Regions from separate parts of the Sus scrofa genome. Here region 1 is linked to region 2. The links are chromatin contacts, called in public HiChIP or PLAC-seq maps. All regions are on one chromosome and are shown on one strand. The core of a region is the stretch at or near the end of the contact, and the rest is flanking DNA. Distances in the headings are between cores, read along the strand shown.

What was found. HiChIP or PLAC-seq counts read pairs in DNA pulled down with a chosen protein or histone mark.
Region 1: an H3K27ac HiChIP or PLAC-seq map of alveolar macrophages shows a contact between it and region 2. The contact joins the promoter of LOC100516295 here to the promoter of COPG1 in region 2. A contact is called at or near these places in 8 of 47 Hi-C or Micro-C datasets (alveolar macrophages, embryonic fibroblasts, fibroblasts and 3 more) and 1 of 2 datasets of contacts at active chromatin or transcription factors (alveolar macrophages).

Annotation. Positions count from the first base shown.
Region 1 is chr13:71,760,330-71,764,620 of Sscrofa11.1, reverse strand. It overlaps LOC100516295 (histone H1x), which reads left to right and starts at 2,586. Exons shown (of 1, transcript XM_003132403.5): 1 at 2,586-4,157. The coding sequence starts at 3,129. The coding sequence ends at 3,773. It overlaps LOC110256294 (a long non-coding RNA gene), which reads right to left and starts at 2,337. Exons shown (of 4, transcript XR_002337669.1): 1 at 2,186-2,337.
Region 2 is chr13:71,704,531-71,709,145 of Sscrofa11.1, reverse strand. It overlaps COPG1 (coatomer subunit gamma-1), which reads right to left and starts at 2,049. Exons shown (of 25, transcript XM_021069417.1): 1 at 1,894-2,049; 2 at 1,020-1,072; 3 at 489-569; 4 at 23-94. The coding sequence starts at 1,930. CNBP (cellular nucleic acid-binding protein) reads left to right here and starts at 2,119. Exons shown (of 5, transcript XM_021069428.1): 1 at 2,119-2,743.

The sequences.
Region 1 (4,291 bases), core at 1,337-3,836, 55 kb before region 2:
GTCCCTCTCTGTCAGGCCCTGACCGATTCCAGATGTGCCTTTTTCGTCATTTTTCCATTGGCCACACAAGGCCTCCCCTACATGTGGCGTCCTTAGAAGGTGGCAGGGGGCCTAACTGGGAGTGTGTGCCTCAAGGGCATCCCTTAAGGCCTCAGGAACCCATGCTAGAGTCCTGGAGAACTAGACAAAGCCACTACTTGCCCCTCCAGGCTGTCTCCTCATCTGTATAATGAGACCAGTGGCACGAAATCACTTGGTGCCAAACAGCCCCCAAAGCCTACAGCGAGTCTCCCTGAGCCCCAGGCCACAGAGCCACAGGCAGCTCCCACCACCACCGCTGGCAGGCCAAGGAGCCCCCTAGGGCTGGTGCGGACTCCACCTCTTCTGAGCTCTTCTCTCCCAGGTACAGCCAGGCCTTCCCCAGGTGGAGAGCTGTCACCCGGCTCCATGATTGCCTCTGACCAGCAGCTCCAGCCCCTGATCAGCTGCAGGGCCTGCTACTTAGGCCCCGCCCCTTCTGCACTCCACCCAGGTTGAATAAGATTTTCTAAAGGGAAATCTGAAATCTAGACTGCATTTTAATCTGAAATGGCCCGATTTTTTAATCCTGGAACAATGTAGATTTGTGTAAAACCCTGGGCCCTGGGTGAGACAGGCAGAGTGTCTCAGAAGCTGGAAGCTGGCCAGTCTGCCCTGAGGATCAACCAGCTTTCTGAGTGGGCTGCAAGTGACAGACGAGCCCTTCTTTCTTGAAACTCTCTCCTCCTCGACTTCCACAACACCAGCCATGCCTGGTCTACCCCTTCCTCTCTGACCGTTCTTCCTCAGTCTCCAAAGGATCAGCCTTCTTTTCTGCCACTCCCACGTCCACCTTCTCCCCCCCTCACCCAGCCTGCTGCTGCGGCCAGCTCCAGATTCACATTTCCAGCGACCTGCTCCCCCAGGGTGGCAGGACAGGTTTCAATACCGGGTGCCCTCGGGAACATCATCCTCTACTCTCCCTTTGATCTTGCAGAGACCCAACCTGGAACCCCATCCCTGCTCCACCTCTATGTAACTTGGTCCACCTGTTGCCCACTCCTAGGAGCAGACCCCCCCGGGGGCACAGCAACTATATCTTGCTGCTTCTCTCTCCTTGGCCCCAGGCTGTACATACCATGCATCTTCCCTCTGCTCCCCAGTGCCCCCCAGGGCTCAGATCTCAAAGAGCCACCCCCCTCGCTGTTAGGAAATTCAGATGGTCTTTTGTCACCTGGGCTGAGATCTCAAGCCCTCCAGATTTTCCAGGCCCTGCCAGGACAGCCACTGAGGGGTCCTCCTTCCTGGGAGAGGGCTTGGCCTTCCCTGCAGGAACTTAGGCTGCGATCCATCCTCCCTCTCCTACAGGGTGAAGGCTCTGCTCCCCGGGGGGCGCAAAGCCCTTCTGTGACTCTCTCAAAACCCCCACCAGCCTCACCTTTCTAGCCTCAATTTCCTCCTCTCCTGGGGCCTTATTCCCTAGCCCTTCGTAGGGGAAAAGGGAGCCAGGCAACTGCTATGACGCTCAGCAGGGCCGGCGGGGCCAGAAGCCGGAAACGCATTCCCCTTTATTGGACCTCACCGCCTCCCGCTCTTCTCACCCTCAGAGCCCTAATCCACTCTATGCTCGGGCCTCGGTGCACTGTTTATTGTCGCCCTTGCCATGGCCCCAAGATTTGGGCCTAAATCACCACTCCAGAGGGATCCGCCCTCCTCCGGAAGCTGGTCCCTGCGGTCTCAGCTCTCCGAGTAGAGGCTCCTCTGGCTATGAGAAAGACGGTCCAGCACTTCCTCCTCACCCCCAATACTGGATCCAGTGGCAGGACCACCAGATTTGCACAAGCCTGCGCGGAGGACTTAGCCTGGTACCCAGAGAGGAGACCCCGGCTCTCAACTGCGTTCCCCAAGAGGGAGAGGGGTGTGGCCCAGAACGGGAGCAGTTCCCCTCCCCCATCCTCTCCGGGAACAGTTCTGGGGGCCGCAGCCTTCCCCTCGCTCACCCAGAGGCCGCCATTTGGCTTTAGGGGGAATGGTGGAAGCTACTTACACACCACACAATGGGGCACTTGTAGCATCAGCGGCGCCAGCGGCCAGGAGGTGGGGGGACGGGACAGCTACGTCCCAAGAGAAGCACCTGCGGTCCTCCCCGCTTCTTCCCGCAACGTACCCAGGCCCCCGAGGCCTAACAAGACCGGAGGCGCGCAGACGGAGGGCGCCTGCATCCGTTCTCCCCTAGGACTCGGGCGGAGACCGCCCTCCTAGACGTCCCATCTCCCTCCACACTGCCCCAGCCGACCGCGCGAGGGCGTGCCCTGTGTTAGTTCGGACAAATTAAAGCGCGTCCAGCAGGCAGGCCCGGGGCCCCCTGGACGCGGTCTGGGCTTGGGGACCTGTGGCGCACTCTTGGCTGCCGTCCGCCGAGCTCTGGACCGCGGGGCTTGCCGCGGGGCCCGCGCTATTCGCCCTGAAAGTGGGTGCCCCCCTCCTCTCGTGCTCCGGCAGCCTAGGGCTCACCCCTCAGTTCCCCTCTGCCGAGCGCTCCCTGGGCGTAAGCCGTCTCTCCGCTGCGCCTCGAGCTCGGGCCCTGTCCTGGGCGCACCGCGGCGGGCGCGGCGGCGCGGGGGAGGCGTTGTTTGAGAAGCCAGCGGCCGGGGAAGGGGCTCCAAGAAGCACAAGTTGGCGCTGGCCCCGGACCAGGCTGTTGTTGTTCTCAACGTGGTCCGCCGTGGAGCCATAAAAGCTGAGCGGGGCGCCCTCCCCGCCAGAGCAGAGCGCGCAAGCCCAGCGAGCTCCGGCGGAGGAGTCGGCGGTGGCGGCAGCAGAGCTCGCTCGGCAGACTTTTTCGCTCCGTTAACAGTCTTTTTTTCTTCCGCCCCGCTCCGGCCGCCTTCGCGCCGTTCTCGGCCCGGTCCCAACCCGGGACCCCCGCTCCGGCCGGCCCGGCCCCCACCCCAGCCCTGCCGCCCGGCCCCAGGCCCGGCCGCGGCCGCTCCCGCCTGGAGCCGCCGCGCGCCCCCAGCCCCCCGGCGCCCCCGCGGCCCCTTGCCTTTCTTTTCCCGGCGCGGCCTCCGGGCTTCCGCGCCCCGCCCGCCACCAACCCGCTCGCCACCATGTCTGTGGAGCTCGAGGAGGCCCTACCACTGACGACCGCCGAGGGGGCGGCCAAGAAGGCGGCCAAGGCCGGCGGCTCGGCAGCGCTGTCCCCCTCCAAGAAGAGGAAGAATAGCAAAAAGAAGAACCAGCCCGGCAAGTACAGCCAGCTAGTGGTGGAGACCATCCGTCGGCTGGGCGAGCGCAACGGTTCGTCGCTGGCCAAGATCTACGCGGAGGCCAAGAAGGTGGCGTGGTTCGACCAGCAGAACGGGCGCACCTACCTCAAGTACTCCATCAAGGCGTTGGTGCAGAACGACACGCTGCTGCAGGTGAAGGGCACCGGTGCCAACGGCTCCTTCAAGCTCAACCGCAAGAAGCTGGAGGGCGGCGGCGATCGGCGCGGAGCCCCGGCGCCCGCCACCGCCCCGGCGCCTGCCGCTCACAAGGCCAAGAAAACAGCCCCGAGCGCGGCCGCCCCGCGGCGCGCGGACAAGAAGCCCGCCAAGGGCCCGCAGCCCGAGAAGCGCTCGCACAAAAAGGGCGCCTCCTCCAAGAAGGACAAAAGCAGCAACAAGGCCAAGAAGGCGGCGGCCGCGGGAGGCAAGAAGGTGAAGAAGGCGGCCAAGCCCAGCGTCCCCAAAGTGCCCAAGGGCCGCAAGTGAGCCCTGGGGCCTCGGGCCTCGCTTTTCCACCCAGAGCGCACGTAGGTTTTGCTGGGGGCCCGGGCCAGCGCCGGCCCGCCCATCCCCCGCGTGAGAGCTTTTTTTTTTGTTGTTGTTGTTAGCTCTAGATTTTTGAAACGGCCCTGGCGACTCCCCTATTGGCTCTCGCCCTTGGCAACGCCTGTCGCCATGGTTACCAGCCCCCGGGCGCCAATGGCCGGCCGCGTCAGCCCGCCCCGGCCTTACGCGTTGGCCGCGCAGCCCTTCCAGCCCATGCCCTCCCCGCCTTCCGGCGCGCGACAAGCACTCTGCGCGGGGCCGCGCGGCGCTTTCTTTTCTCCTGTCGCCTTTTTTGGGGCACAATAAATTGTTTAAACCTTTGAACCGCTCTTGTTTTCTTCGAGTGGAGTGGGGTTGGGCGCGGCCGCCGCGGGGTTTGGGCTGCATGGATGGGTTCCCGAGGTCCCCGGCACCGCCGATGCGTCAGAAATTCAGACCTGGGTTCCGGGAGAAGAGCG
Region 2 (4,615 bases), core at 800-3,299:
GAGCAGGGGTGGGGGCACTTACATCATTGGACTGAAAAAGTTTGGTCATGGCAAAGAAGGCTTCAGTTGCTTCAGTGGTCCCCAGGTGCTCCCCCTGTTGTAATGAAGAAAGAGGTCTCAGCTTGGCACAGATGGGTCAGAAGGCTCTTCCTGCCAGATCAGCCCTGGCTATATCCTCAGATCCTGCACAGGCTCCATGAAGAGCAACACAGGAGGAATTCCCCGATGTCACAGCACATTAAGGATCTGGCACTGTCACTGCAGCGGCTTGAGTCAAGGGTTCAATCTCTGGCCTGGGAACTTTCACATGCCATGGGCACAGCCAAAACATAAAACAACAACAACAACAACAAAACCCAGTAACACATCAGAGGTAGATGCTGAGGGTATCTAGAGCTAGGCTGCTGGCTACAAGCACAAATGGGCCGTGCAACTCCCCGACATATACCCAGCACTGTTTTCCCCACCCCCAAGCCTCACCCTGTTACCTGGTTTATGAGGTAAAGGATCTTGGTGAGGATGTGGGCACATTTCCGAGGGTTGACGGGGGTTTCATTAAACACACGGGCCTAAGAAGAAGCAACCAAGAAAGACTACGATCTTCTAGTTCAATTTCTTTCCCTTCCATGACTACCCTCAAACACATTCAAGATTGGAGAAGTCCCAGGTAAATAGACACACTGGCCAGGTAACCTAATTTTCATAAGAAAGAGTTTTGTTTTGCTTTTTTCTTAATTCATTTATTAACAACTCCTGAAATTTTCCATATTAGCTGGTGATGTGCTTACTTAATGACTAACAGATACTTATAAAATAACTGGAAGGGGAAATGAAGACAAACAACAAAAAAAAGATAAGCATAATGAACTCTCTCCAGGAACAAAGTTTCCCTGTTTTTCCAAGAACAGGTTTTTTTCCCCTACTGTTCTTTAAACCAGAACTTTGAATGTGTTAGTATTTTGATCACTCTGAGTGTGGACATTTATGATGGAAGGGACAGGGGAGCAAATAACACTTGCCTCCTGGAGCACTGCACTCTTCTCGAGGTGCTGGAATGGGTTGGAACCTCCACCTATTGTCAGAGAACAGAGAGGACTGAGTACAGGTTGCGACTCTGAATTTCAAAATTCTCCCAGTCGCAATCAAGGGAAAGATGTCGCACTGTCCATCCAATGAAGTACCAACTTCTCAGAATGGCAATCACAACCTGCCAATAGATCCTGCCACTCTCCTGCAAGGGGGTTCCTGCCACTGCAAACCACTTCACCCAGCAGCCCTGCACAGTCCTCCTGTGCCTCTCATAGTGCCATATTTTCATTTATGCAATTGGTACTTAACCGGGTCCCTACTACGGGTGGGACCACCATCTCCCAGTGATTAGAATTTCTTCATAGCAGGTGTTATGCTTGTAAGTTATACAAGTGATTATTTGACTGATATCTGTCTCCACCACTATGTCTGTGACCTATCTAACATTCCCGACTTGGGCACTGAGTGTGTCACTTGCTCTACTGCAGTGACAGGGCACTGAAAAGGGCCTGGCTCCTCAGACCACGTCCCAGTGCAGCCAGCACTAACGCAGCCCCAGCGAACCCTCAGAGAAGCACTGTTTTCCCCACCCGGCCCCTCCTTGGACAGAAGGGGAAACTGAGGCCCAGAGAAGCGAGTGACCCGTCCAAGGTCACTCAGAGAATCGTGGCTGGAGCTTCCGAGTGCAAGGCAATGGAGCATGCTCAGGCTCTCCGAGGCCTGTTGCTGACCCGCGACGGACCTCACAGAAGCCGCTGTTCCTCCCTGGGCCTCGGGGCAGGACAGAGGCCCCAAAGGGGGCCCGGTGGGGAGGGTGCTGGGAGTCTGCGCGGTCAGGCCTCCCCCGGGCCTGGCCCCCCTCACCCGATTCCTCGTCCTTCTTGTCGAATTTCTTCAGCATGGTGGTGCCGGCGGGAGCGCGAAACAGCACTCACAGAGGGACCCTGCAGCTGGCAGCGACAGTCCGGTAGCAGTTCAGCTCCAGCCACTTCCGGCTGGCCACGTCGCCCGGCGCTATGCGCAGGCGCACTCCGCGATCTGCGCATGCGCACGTGCCGCCGCCGCGTCGGGCGTTAACCCCGTCCCTGCTGGGGAGAAGCCGGGGCTAAAACTCCGGACCTTACGGCCTCCTCCGCTTATAGACGTCCACGCCTCACCGCCTGGTGGCGCGAGTTTAAACGGACTCCCAGAGGCGAGGCCCTAGCACTCTGGCAGGAGAGGAGGCCCACCTCCGAGATGCTACATGTCTTGTCACTTTCTCCGGTAGGCCTGCCAGCCTCACCTCACTTTCAGCCCCATTCCCGGCCGGATTTTTCTGCCTAGCCCGAATGGTCGTCCAAGACACTATATTCTATTCGTCCTTGATTGCTCTTTTACTCCCTGCCGTGGATGATGTTGGCGCACGGTACATGCTCAGTAAATTGTTGCTTGAAATAACGCATGAAGTGGCTCTTACAATTCACCTTTGCGCACCGCGCTCACACCTGCTCCAGGTGCGAACCATTTGGTACCGCGTTAACTTCCAGGGATCTAACTAAACTGAGATCTACTTATCTACTGCGCAGCAACTTCAATGTGCTCTTTCAATCTTCGAGTATTTTGCCAGCACCTATTGGATGCGTCGCCTAGCGCTGGGGACTGGAAGGGACTGGAAGGGAAAACACGGCGCCCCGGGTCACTCTCCGCGGATCTGTGAGGACACTCCCGGGCCAAGGTCAGGACTTGCGCGGCGGCGGGCAGAAGTCGGCTGGCCGGAGGGGCGGTGTGGAGGGAACCTAGATGAGCCCGGGCGGGGGTCCAGGTCCTGGGGTGGGGGCGGTTAGGGCGGGGCCCCCAGGTGATGGGGAGGGGTCAACCTCTGGGTCTGGCATTGCAGAGGCTGAGGCTCCTGGCTGGACGCAGCGGAGTGACGGGGTAGCGCGGCGAGGGAAGTGCGAGTCTTGCACCAAAAATTGTAAAGAGCCAGAAAGATGAGCAAAATCTTTAACCTCTAACCCCACCCCTTGTCCGTAGAAAATTCTCAAGAGTTAAGTTGCCCACTGCAGCAGTTTGCAGCGAGATAATCGGAAACACCCTAAATGTCCAGCAATAAGTGGATGATTAAGGGAATTGTAGGACGTCCATCGGATGCTGTCATCCACATCATTTATAAAGGGATATTTCTGATGACTTGTGAGGCAGTATCCAAGCTTCTTATATAAAGTGAGACATCAAAAGGGAAAAGCAAGGTGTAAAAGAGTTCATAGTTAAGGTTAAATAAACATGGCTCGTGATTAAAAACCAGAAAAGAACCCCAGAGATTTGGATTGTTAAAAAGATGAAATATAGATGAATTGTGTTGAGTTAAAATATCCTTTCAGAGTGTGATATGAATTCTGTAAAATCACATACCAAGGAAAATTTTTATAATACTAATTTTTACAATGAGAATTGTGTGTTGTGACTCCAGCTCTGTGTATAAGCTAATATATAATTATAGGGTTTTATTGGTTTTTTTTTAACTGTAATGTACATTCTTCATGATAATTGTTAAGTCCTTTGTAGAAACAGAGTACAGAAAGTATAGGAGCAATTAGGGAACTCTGAATAAGATTTGTAAATTGGATAATAGCAATATCCTGATTGTGATAATATTTTTTATTAATTTTACTAGTTTTTAAAAAATTGAGGTATAATCCTCATACCTTAATGTTACCCTTTTATAAGCGTACAGTTCAATGATTCTTAGTATATTCAAAAGGCTACACCCATTACCACTAATTCCAGAACATTCTCCATCCCTCACTCCTCCCCCCCAACCATTGATCCGTTTTCTGTCTGTACGCATTTGCCTATTCTGGATATTTCATGTAAATAGAATCATGCATTGTATGACCTTTTGTGTATCTGGCTTCTTTTACTTAGCATAGTGTTTTCCAGGTCCATCCACATCATAACATGAATCGGTACTTCACTCTTGTTAATTGCTAAATAATATTCCATTTTACGGATACATATACATTTTGTTTATCCATTCACCAGTTAAAGGACACTTGAGTTGTTTCCACTTTTTTACCTCTGTAGATAATGCTGTTATGAACATTTGTGTATAAATTTTTGTGACATGTTTTCTCTTGAGTAGATACCTAAGAGTAGAAATGCTGGTGGTGTGATAACTCTGTTTAACTTTTTGAGAAACTGCCTGATTTCCAAAGCATCTGCCCCATTAAATTTTCCCATGAGCAGTGTATTAAAGGTTGTAATTTCTCCATCCTCAACCACACTTATTGTCTTTGTGTTTTAGCAATTATAGTGGCTGTGAAGCGGTATGTCATTGTGGTTTTGATTTGCATTTCCCTGATGGCTAGTAACATTGAGCATCTTTTCAGATACTTTTGGCCATTTGTACACCTTCTTTGAAGAAATGTCTGTTCGAATCCCATGCCCATTTTTAAATTGAGCTATCTTTTTTATCAAAGAGTTATGAGTTCTTTATATTGTATGGATACTAGACCCTTATTAAATGTGTGATTTGTGGAGTTCCCGTCGTTGCTCAGCAGAAATGAATCTGACTAGCATCCATGAGGACACAAGTTCAATCCCTGGC